Linked DNA regions of Sus scrofa: region 2 is linked to region 1. Evidence: chromatin contacts called from public promoter capture Hi-C data. All regions are on one chromosome and are shown on one strand. Each heading gives the region's core, a stretch centred on a gene start, on an enhancer-like site or on the middle of the called end of the contact. The rest is flanking DNA. Distances are from core to core; before and after follow the strand shown. Region 1 holds the start of SAFB (scaffold attachment factor B1). Region 2 holds the start of KDM4B (lysine-specific demethylase 4B).

Evidence for each region. Promoter capture Hi-C pulls out the DNA fragments that hold promoters and counts their contacts.
Region 2: a contact with region 1 is called in a promoter capture Hi-C map of fetal liver, with 2.7 times the contacts expected there. The contact joins the promoter of KDM4B here to the promoter of SAFB in region 1. A contact is called at or near these places in 2 of 5 promoter capture datasets (fetal liver and liver) and 2 of 47 Hi-C or Micro-C datasets (heart right ventricle and liver).

Annotation. Positions count from the first base shown.
Region 1 is chr2:73,332,735-73,337,247 of Sscrofa11.1, reverse strand. It overlaps SAFB (scaffold attachment factor B1), which reads left to right and starts at 2,754. Exons shown (of 21, transcript XM_021084024.1): 1 at 2,754-3,226. The coding sequence starts at 2,864. It overlaps SAFB2 (scaffold attachment factor B2), which reads right to left and starts at 2,706. Exons shown (of 18, transcript XR_002341685.1): 1 at 2,369-2,706; 2 at 1,097-1,184.
Region 2 is chr2:73,887,736-73,892,248 of Sscrofa11.1, reverse strand. It overlaps KDM4B (lysine-specific demethylase 4B), which reads left to right and starts at 2,368. Exons shown (of 23, transcript XM_021084033.1): 1 at 2,368-2,498.

The sequences.
Region 1 (4,513 bases), core at 1,505-4,004:
GGTTGAGGCAATGCTAGATCCTTAAGCCACTGAGTGAGGCCAGGGATCAAACTCACCTCCTCACAGAGACAACACTGCGTCCTTAACCTACTGAGACACAATGCAAACTCCTGAACTCAGCACTTCTTAAGATGAATGGACACATACAGCTTTGAGAATTTTTTTGTAGCACCTTTCAAGAGAACAAGTCCATCATATAGAAGTTTCAAATTATACTATCCTTATCACAGTAAATTTTGATAATGAGGACAACATCTAATGAGGTTCCTAAGTTTTATGAAATTAAATACTTCCAAAAATAACTGAACTCAGCCATAAAAAGGAATGAAGTACTGATACGCGTTATATTATAGATAAACTTTAAAAGCAATGCTCTGTAAAAGAAGCCACACACAAAAGCCACATGTTACATGATTCCACTTATATGAAATGACCAGAATAGGCAAATTCTCAGAGACAGAACCTTGACTACATATTGCCAGGGGCTTGGGGGAGAGGGAGATGAGAACGAGCACAGGGGGCTCTTCTTGGGATAACGGAAATGATGTCAATCTAGTGGTGACGGTTGCGTAGCCATGTAAATACTAAAAACCACGGCATTATACACTTTAAACTGGTGAGTTTTACAGCATGTGAATTAAAAAAAAAAAAAATCACGCTGGTAAAATATAGCCTAGGTGCAAATAATCCAACAATCTATTTTGGACTCTAGAGAAGTTGGGTTCTATTTGGTCTCAGGTTGGTGTCATTTTCCTTGATTTGAGACCTATTTTTTGAACCAGGAAGGAAGCCAAGGAGACCAGTTGGGGCAGCTTTAAGAGTGTGCCTTACTCTAGCTCTTTTTTAATCGCAGTGACAAGAGCTGAGATGTTCCTAGTATGTATTTTAATTTAACTTGGCACCTACAGAGCTCTATTTCTCTCAGCACTCTGATGGAACCACATGTTAGGTAGTAGAAAAGTAAGCTAAATGGAGGAAAACGAGGTCCAAAGGAGCTTTTCTGACCTGGGGAGCAGGAAGACTGCTAAAAAACCAGTTCTCTACATTAGTGCTCTGAAGGCAGAGGCCCCAAGCAGCAACAAGTACAAGTGGATACCTTTAAGGCATCTCTTTGTTGTCTTCTTGCTTGTGGCTTCCAAGGCGATGCCAATTTCATCAGGCCCCTGCCCTTCTTCCTTCACAGCCTATTAGGAAGAGACAGATTTTAACATTACTAAAAACTGCAGGGCATGTACTGTTCTCTTTTAAGCAATGACTTCCCTGTGAACAAAGGTGAACCTTTCCTTGCAAAAAACAAGTCTGGTTCTGCTATCTGGGCTGCAAACCCCAAAGGCACAGGATGATCCCAGTACCCCCTAGTTCTTTCTGGGCTCCTCACCCAAAAGACAGACAGTTCAGAAACAGGGTCAATGACAAGTTCCAAAATGACCCCTAACCTCCAAAATGCCTCTGCTCTAAGTCAACAAAGTAACAGGCAGAAAGGCGGCAGGGGCAAAGGGCTGAGGAGCTGGTCAACCCAGCCATCTTTGACCTGAGGTAGAAAAACACCCATCAACCTGGGTAGAGGAGAGGTTAGTGGTTCCACTCAACAAGTATCCCAGTGCCTTCTGGGCCTGGGGAGGCGCGGCGAACCCAGGGAACTCACAAGGTCCTGATCCTCAAGAAGCTAGTTCTGACTTGGGAAATGACAACGCCCCGCCCCAGTTTGTGTCAAGTGCCCCTGAGGTGGGAGCAATAAACACAGGATGGTGCGATATGGAGTCAGGGAAGTGCAGCAGAACTTAGGGAGGCTGGTCGGCGACTCGACATCTCAGACCCCAAAATGACAAGGCGCCAGACAGTTGTTGACCTGGGAGAGGAGCAGTCCGGGGGAAAAGCAAGGGAGGAACAAAGGTCCTGGGGCAGGACCCAGCAAAGCACCCTCCACCCCGAGAAATCTCAAAGGATCTTCAGTCTTGGATCTCCAAGAAAGAAAACCTCTCCAAGACAGAAAACCTCAAAGGATCTTTCTCTCTTGGATCTCCAAGACAAGAAACAAGAGCAAGTAACGGAAAGCACTTGTCCAAGGTCACACAAACAGTCTCCAACCCAAACCCCGGGTGCAGTCTAGAAGCCACCCTGCAGCTATAGTGGGCTTTCAGCGCTCTTGAAACGACTAACTAGAAAAAAAGGAGGAGGTAAGACACAGAGAGAAGCGGTGACGAGCCAAGGTCACACAGCCGGATCCCCGCGGTCCCTGACAGCTCGGGCTGGGTTCGGCCACGAGAAGCGGGCCGGAGGCGCCCCGGGCCCGGGAGTCACGGTGACAGGCCCGCTCGGGGGCGTGCCCCAGCTTCCTGCGCCACCCCAGGGCCCCTGGTTGCCTCACCTTCTTGAGTCGCTCCATCAGGACGCTCTTGTTGCCACCCGTGTCCAGGTTCCGCTTCTTCAGCTCCGCCCGCAGATCGATCACCCGCAGATCGCTGAGCCGCCGCGTCCCGGCTTCTGAAGCGCCCGAGACGACACTGGCCGTGCCAGAACCCGAGTCACCGGACCCTGCCGGAGACTCCGCCATCCCGGGCACCCCGTCTCCGCCACCTACTCCTCACACCGCCGGCGGCAGTAGCGGCTCTGAACACAAAATGGCGCCGCCGGCGAGGAAAACGCACTCGCTTCCTCCCGCCCAGTTTTTCCGGCAGCGCATGCGTGCGGCCCCTACCGGGATTCTTAGCAGCAAGCACGCTAGCGCGTCGACCAAACGCACGTGACCCGGCACAACGCGCAGGCGCCGTAACTGCAGTACGCATGTGTGCCGGCTGATCGCGGCGGGAGGCCAGCAAAACGCAACACGCCTGCGCGCAGTTCCCCAAGTCTCTCACCACGCATGGGCAGACGCGACCGGGAGCGTCGAACCCGCGCCGGGTGCGCCTGCGCAGGAGCGAGGCGCGCCGGGGCGGCTGGAGCGGTTCCCTCGCAGGCGGCGCCATTTTGTGCTAGAAGCCGAGATAAATCCTGCCCGGTTCTGTGTGAAGTGGGCGGCGGAGCCAGGGTCCCTGGAATGGCGGAGGCTCTGTCAGGCCTAGGCGATTCGAGTGCGGCGGGCGCAGCCGCTCTGAGTTCCGCCTCGTCGGAGACCGGGACGCGGCGCCTCAGCGACCTGCGGGTGATTGATCTGCGGGCGGAGCTGAGGAAACGGAATCTGGACTCGAGCGGCAACAAGAGCGTTTTGATGGAGCGGCTCAAAAAGGTGGAGCCGGGGCCTTGGGGGTGGGCAGGAAGTGGGTTGGGGGACCCCGGCAGCCACGACGGTGGCGTCCTGGCCTCGGGGTCCGCCCCCGGCCCTGTCTGCGGCCTGCTTTGGGCCTGGCGCTCAGCGCTTCTCCCGGCTTCTCTCTGGCTCCGGCGGGAGCTCCAGGTTCGAAGTCTAGAGTCGCATCGGGGCGAGACTGGGGAAGCGAACGGGGGAAGTTTGGGGTGACGGGTGACATCGGCTAAGGCCTGTGTTTTCCGCATCATTCACTGTTTTTTAGGGATTTTTTTTTTGGTTGGTTTCATCCCAGTCTGCGAAAGTGGACGCGGAACCTTGAAATCCTCATTTCCTCCGCGGCGTGGGGACTGGGCCAAGGTCATTCGACCCGAGTGGGGAGGTGGGGATTTGAACCCAAGCCGTCTGATTCCCTGAGCCCGTGCGGGCCGCGCGGTTCTCCTTTGGGAAGATAGATGCTCCTTGATCCGTTATGGCCTAGAAGCCTTGAATGAACTGTTAAAGTAATCGTTCCGAAAAAAATCTTCCAAGAGAGAGAAAAAACGGCTTAGGGACCTTCCAGCACGGACTCGGGGACACAGCATGCAAAGGGAAGTGCAGTTAGCAATCGCGAGATAGAACATAGAGGGTTGGGGAGAGATCAGGCCCCTGCCAGGCCCAGGGGCCTGATCTTGGGCATGGAAGACATTTACTACCCCTTCTCGATCCTGTTTCTTTTTGTGTTCGAAGAGGAAAGTAATAGTTCTTCCGTGCTAGGATTAAGTAAGATGGCATGAAACAGGCTTGGCGTGTTGCCTAGCACATGTAAACACTCAGAGGTAGTAGGATCGCTGTTACAAGTCACTTTTCTTTCTGTGCCACCGTTTGATATTGGCAAGCGGCAGAGGGTGGTTCTAACCCCTGTCTTGAGGGGTTCTGAGGGATGCGTGTGAAGAGCAGTGAGTTTAAGTAAATGTTGGCGCCTTTCTGTTTCACCCTATGGTTTGCTTTATTCCTGTGGCTTCTTTCTTTGCCTTTTTGCAACCTAGAGACACTTGTCTTGGGTCTTCCGTGTAATCGCTAAGCCTTGCCACTTAATCCAACACCCCCCACCCCACCCCCAAGCCCTCCAGACGGTGCGGTTTGTGACTCATTCCACCCTCCTGCCTCCCAAACAACTGAGGATTGGGGGGTTATTTATTAATTGCTATTTAGAGGAAATGGGGATTATTTTCTATTATCTGGTTGAGAAGCTCAGGCTTGGGAGTGGTGAATTACTTCCCTTGAGTC
Region 2 (4,513 bases), core at 1,119-3,618, 560 kb before region 1:
TTGAGGTAGGGGGATCCCTTCATGACGGCATTTTTTTTTTTTTTTTTGGTCTTTTTTTAGGGCCACACCTGTGGCATATGGAAGGAATTCCCAGGCTAGGGTTCCATATCAGTAATGCTGGATACCTAACCCACTGAGCGAGGCCAAGGATTGAACCCAAGTCCTCATGGACACTAGTCAGGTTCGTTACCTCTGAGCCACAACGAGAACTCCCATGATTGCCCTTTTTTCTCTTTTTTGCTTTTTAAGGCTGCACCCACGGCGTATGGAAGTTTCCAGGCTAGGGGTTGAATCAGAACTATAGCCACGGGCCTATGCCACAGCCACAGCTACGCAGGATCCAAGTTGGGTCTGTGAGCTATATACCACAGCTCACGGCAATGCTGGATCCTTAACCTACCGATCAAGGCCAGGGATCGAACCCTTGTCCTCATAGATACTAGTGGGATTCGTTTCCATTGAGCCACGATGGGACTCCCCCTTGATTGCACTTTGACACTGTATTACTGCTACCAAATTACATGTCAGTTCCCCCCTGCCCCCCCGCAGTTCAGGGTGTTCCATGGGAGCAGTTACTACTTCCTATTTTTTAAGTTAAATTTTAACTGCATGAGGAATATCCAAATATGGCCCCATGAGAATGTATAACACACTAGAACAGATGGAAGTCCTTACCAATTACCCTTTTTACCAATGCAGATCCCTCCTCTCCCCAAAGATTTAGTTTTCTCAGTTTAGGGGTGGCCTTGTTTTGCGAGGGGCCACAGGTATGTGCCCTTAGAAACCACACAGCATTATTTGCTGAAGGTTCATTTCCATAATGTTCTGTTCAGAAATTTGGACCATTCTGCAGCTCTCCATGGCTTGTAGACATCATTCTCTGACTGTACCTGTAGATCTACTTCTTTTTTATTCTTTTTTTAATTTTAATTTTTTTGGCTGTACTGGTGGCATGTGGAAGTTCCTGGGCTGCGACCCAAGCTGCTGCAGTGACAACCCCAGGTCCTTAACCCACTGAGCCACAGGGGAACTCCAATCTGTTTTTAATTGCTATAAAGTTAAAAGTATTCTAAAGTACCCAGTGCCACAGGCTGCTTATTTCCTAGAGAGAGATATTTAGAGCAAAATACTGGGAACAATTAGGTACAGTGCTGCAACATCATCCTTGAACTGGCAAGCTGTGAGCTTGGGAGACTTTCTCAGGGTACATGACCTTCAGGAATAGAATGTAGTTACACTTACCGCCTTATAAATCAGTTGCCTGTTTTACACTCCTGCCAGCGAAATGTGAGTGTACCCACTCTACTGCCTGACCGCAATTAATCACCGAAACGATGTTAATGATACACCTTAGCTAAATGCTCACTTTGTGAAGTGACATGGTCAAATTTTACGTGCCTGTTTTCACTTAACTCGTGCAAACTTCCCAGGATAGGAGCAGACCGTGAGGGGGTGTATCACCATCATATCCTTTTCACCGGAGAAAACAAGCCCAGTGAGGTTACTTTGCTCGAGGCCAACCAGTGAGGCACCTGGGCCCAGCTGAGCTTTGAACTGGTCAGGAAGCAGCGAACTCCTCTCGTCCTTCACGTTTTAGGGAAGGTTACCTCATTTTTAGGGGACGTCACCTAATTTTAGCAGGGAGGCCTTGCGCCTTTGCAAAGTTGTATTGTTTGTGATGGAAATGAACTTTTTTTTGAAGGGTCTGGAGGAAAGGAGAGACAGGGGCGCTTCCTGCTTGACTTTTATTTCTCCAGTTCTCCTCCTTTACAAATTGAGTTTTGTTCGTGCTATGTTTCCTAACTCCGGACTTTGCGAAGTGGAGAACGCGGCTCCCAATTTCCGGCTCCGGGTCTCGAACCCACCGCTACGACTCCCAGGCGGGGTGCTGATGTTGTGCTGGGTCTCACGTACTCAGCTGCAGCCTGATAACCAAGGCGGGGCCCGGGCCGTGATTGGCACTCGCCCCAGCCAGTCCGCTCTTGGGGCTGATCCAGTAAGCCAATATTCTCTTGCCCCCGTGCGGTCGTTGGGCGGTCCCCTAGGCGTCCTTGTCAATCCGAGGCCTAGGGCCGTCGCGTTGGTCGCGGCCTCTTGCCTGGCGTGCTCAGCCTGCAATGAGAACCGAGCCGGTCAGCGGGCACGTGGGTGGGCGCCGGCGTGTCCCGGCCGGCAGGCCAATGGCGAGGCGAGACCGGCGCCTGCGCCCGCCCAATAGAGGCGCGCGGGGGGCGGGCCGTGAGGTGTTGATGGGCCCGGTGGAGGGGAGGGGCGGAGCTGTCAGCGTCAGCCAATGGGCGTGCGGGCGTGGGCTCGGGGGCCAATGGCAGCCGGGGCGGAGCTGGAACGCAGCCCTATAAGCCCCACCCGGGGCGCTCACGGAGGGCTCGGCCGCCAGCGACCGAGCGGGGCCCGGCCCGAGCGGGCCTGGGGGTGCGACGCCGAGGGCGGGGGAGCGCGCGCCGCTGCTCCGGACCGGGCCGCGCGCGCCGCCTCAGGTGAGCCCGCGGGGAGGCGGCCGCCGCGTCCGAGCGCGGGCCCCGCTGCGGCCGCCGCCGTCCCCGCGCCGCGCCCGGGGCTGCGGGCGGGCGGGCGCCCGGGACTCGAGGCCCAGGCCTCGGGCGCGGCCTGCTCGGGCCGCAGCCGCCGCGCTTTGTCCCGGCCCGCGAGGCGGTTGGGGGCGTTAACCGCTTGGCCCCGGGCGCCCGCCGGACCTCGGGCGGGGGCGGTGCGGCTGGACAATGGCGGGGCCGGGGGCGGGAGGCGGGGGCGCCCTGCCCGGGCCAGGGGCGCGCGGGGGCTGGGCCAGGGCGTCCCCGTCGGCCCCGCACAAAAGATGACAGCGTGGGTGGCCCGGCCCGGCTGGCCCTGCCTGGCAGGGCCCTCCCCTTCTATTATTCACAACAATCCTAATGATTTAAAAAATAATAATAAAGAGAAAGAAAGAAATCCCAGGCCCTGGGTGAAGCCCGCCTGCATTTCCAGCCCTTTGGGCACCGGTGGGGTTAATGAGGCGCTTCCCAGTGGTGCCCCCCCGAAATGTCCATCATTGCATCCCACCCATCTCCCCGAATCAACCCGCCGTTCCATCGCGGCTTCCAAACTCGTCCCCCATTTTCCTGAGCCCCCCTAAATAAGCATGCAACCTGGATTTTTTTTTTTTTTAATGTATCCAGTTGCTATGCATATAGCAGCTTACAGACGCGTGCCCTCAGTGCCTCACCCTGCCGGCCCGAAAGCCATCTCGAAGCCCCCCTTCTCTGTAGAAATAAATCGTAGAGTCCCTCCCGCGGAGACCCCTTGGGCTGTCCCATCCAGCCTCGTGGGAGCTGGGGGACGGATTCATTCTGAAAGGAACCTACTCCAGATCTGCTGGGGCCTGGGTCTCCACCCAGTGGGCGCGATGACACCAGGCAGAATGGGATGCACCTCCGTGGGGCCACATGGAAAGGTTTTACAGAGGATTTTCTTTCCCCTGGGGGCAGGGGAGACATGGACTGTGCCTTGGTGTGTCCCATCTGCTTGGTCGGGGGAGGATGCTTTTGTTTTAATAATTCAGGTGCACCTGGGGAACTGTTTCCCGAGTTATGAAACTATTGAGAAGGTTGTTCTGTTCAGTGGAGCCCAGTGATCCCATCCTGTAATGTGTGAAGAGTGTGTCCTTTTTTCCCCATGTGTTTCTATCAAAGGCATTTATTCAGCCAGCTCCTTTGGGTCAAACTGGGTGCCAGCAATGTCTTAGGGTCTGAGAATGCCTGCCCCCTCCTCTGCCTCGACAGCCATTTATCCCGCTGTCCCCAGGCTGGAGAAAGCCCCTGAAACGGTCTCTTTACATGACTTCTGTGGGCTTTCCTTGTCGCAAGAGCTGATGACTCCCCTAATTCTCAAATAATAGCTTCCTTCTGAGGCATCAGGATAGCTTATCAACTCATGGGTCAGCCTTCTCTCTCCACCCTTGCAAGAACAGTGGGCAGCCGCTCTGTCTTTGCAGTTAGTTTGTTTTTTGGAACCCCAAAGGACGGAATGTGAAAGTCTGGAGTCAACTTGTGCTGATCTGAGTGGAGGGTTTCTGAAACTCGCCGGCCCTCTTTCTGTGTTTCTGATTGGATGCTGGGCAAATCATGATGCTCCCCATTCGTGCCGGGGGCACCTCCTCGGTCAGACTGCTCTGCCCTGGGGGAGGGCAGTGCCAGGAGCAGAGGTGCAGTTGCTTGAATGCTCCCAGGTTTTGTGGCGATTCCAGCAGATACAGTGTCACATGCTGTGTGTGTGTGTGTGTGTGTGTGTGTGGGAGAGAGAGAGAGAATGAGTGTGTAGTTGTTGAGAGGAAATGTATATAGGTCTTAGTAACAATTGATTCTGATCCTTGTCGCTTTGGGGAAGTGGGCTGCTAAGGAGATGTTAAATACTAGAGCTTAAAGGTATGGCTGATCGGTCATTCCCGACTCCGCCCTGCCTTTGTTGTACTTTTCTGCGTCCTAGGAAAGACCCTTCCCCAGTCCCTCTGGGGCTG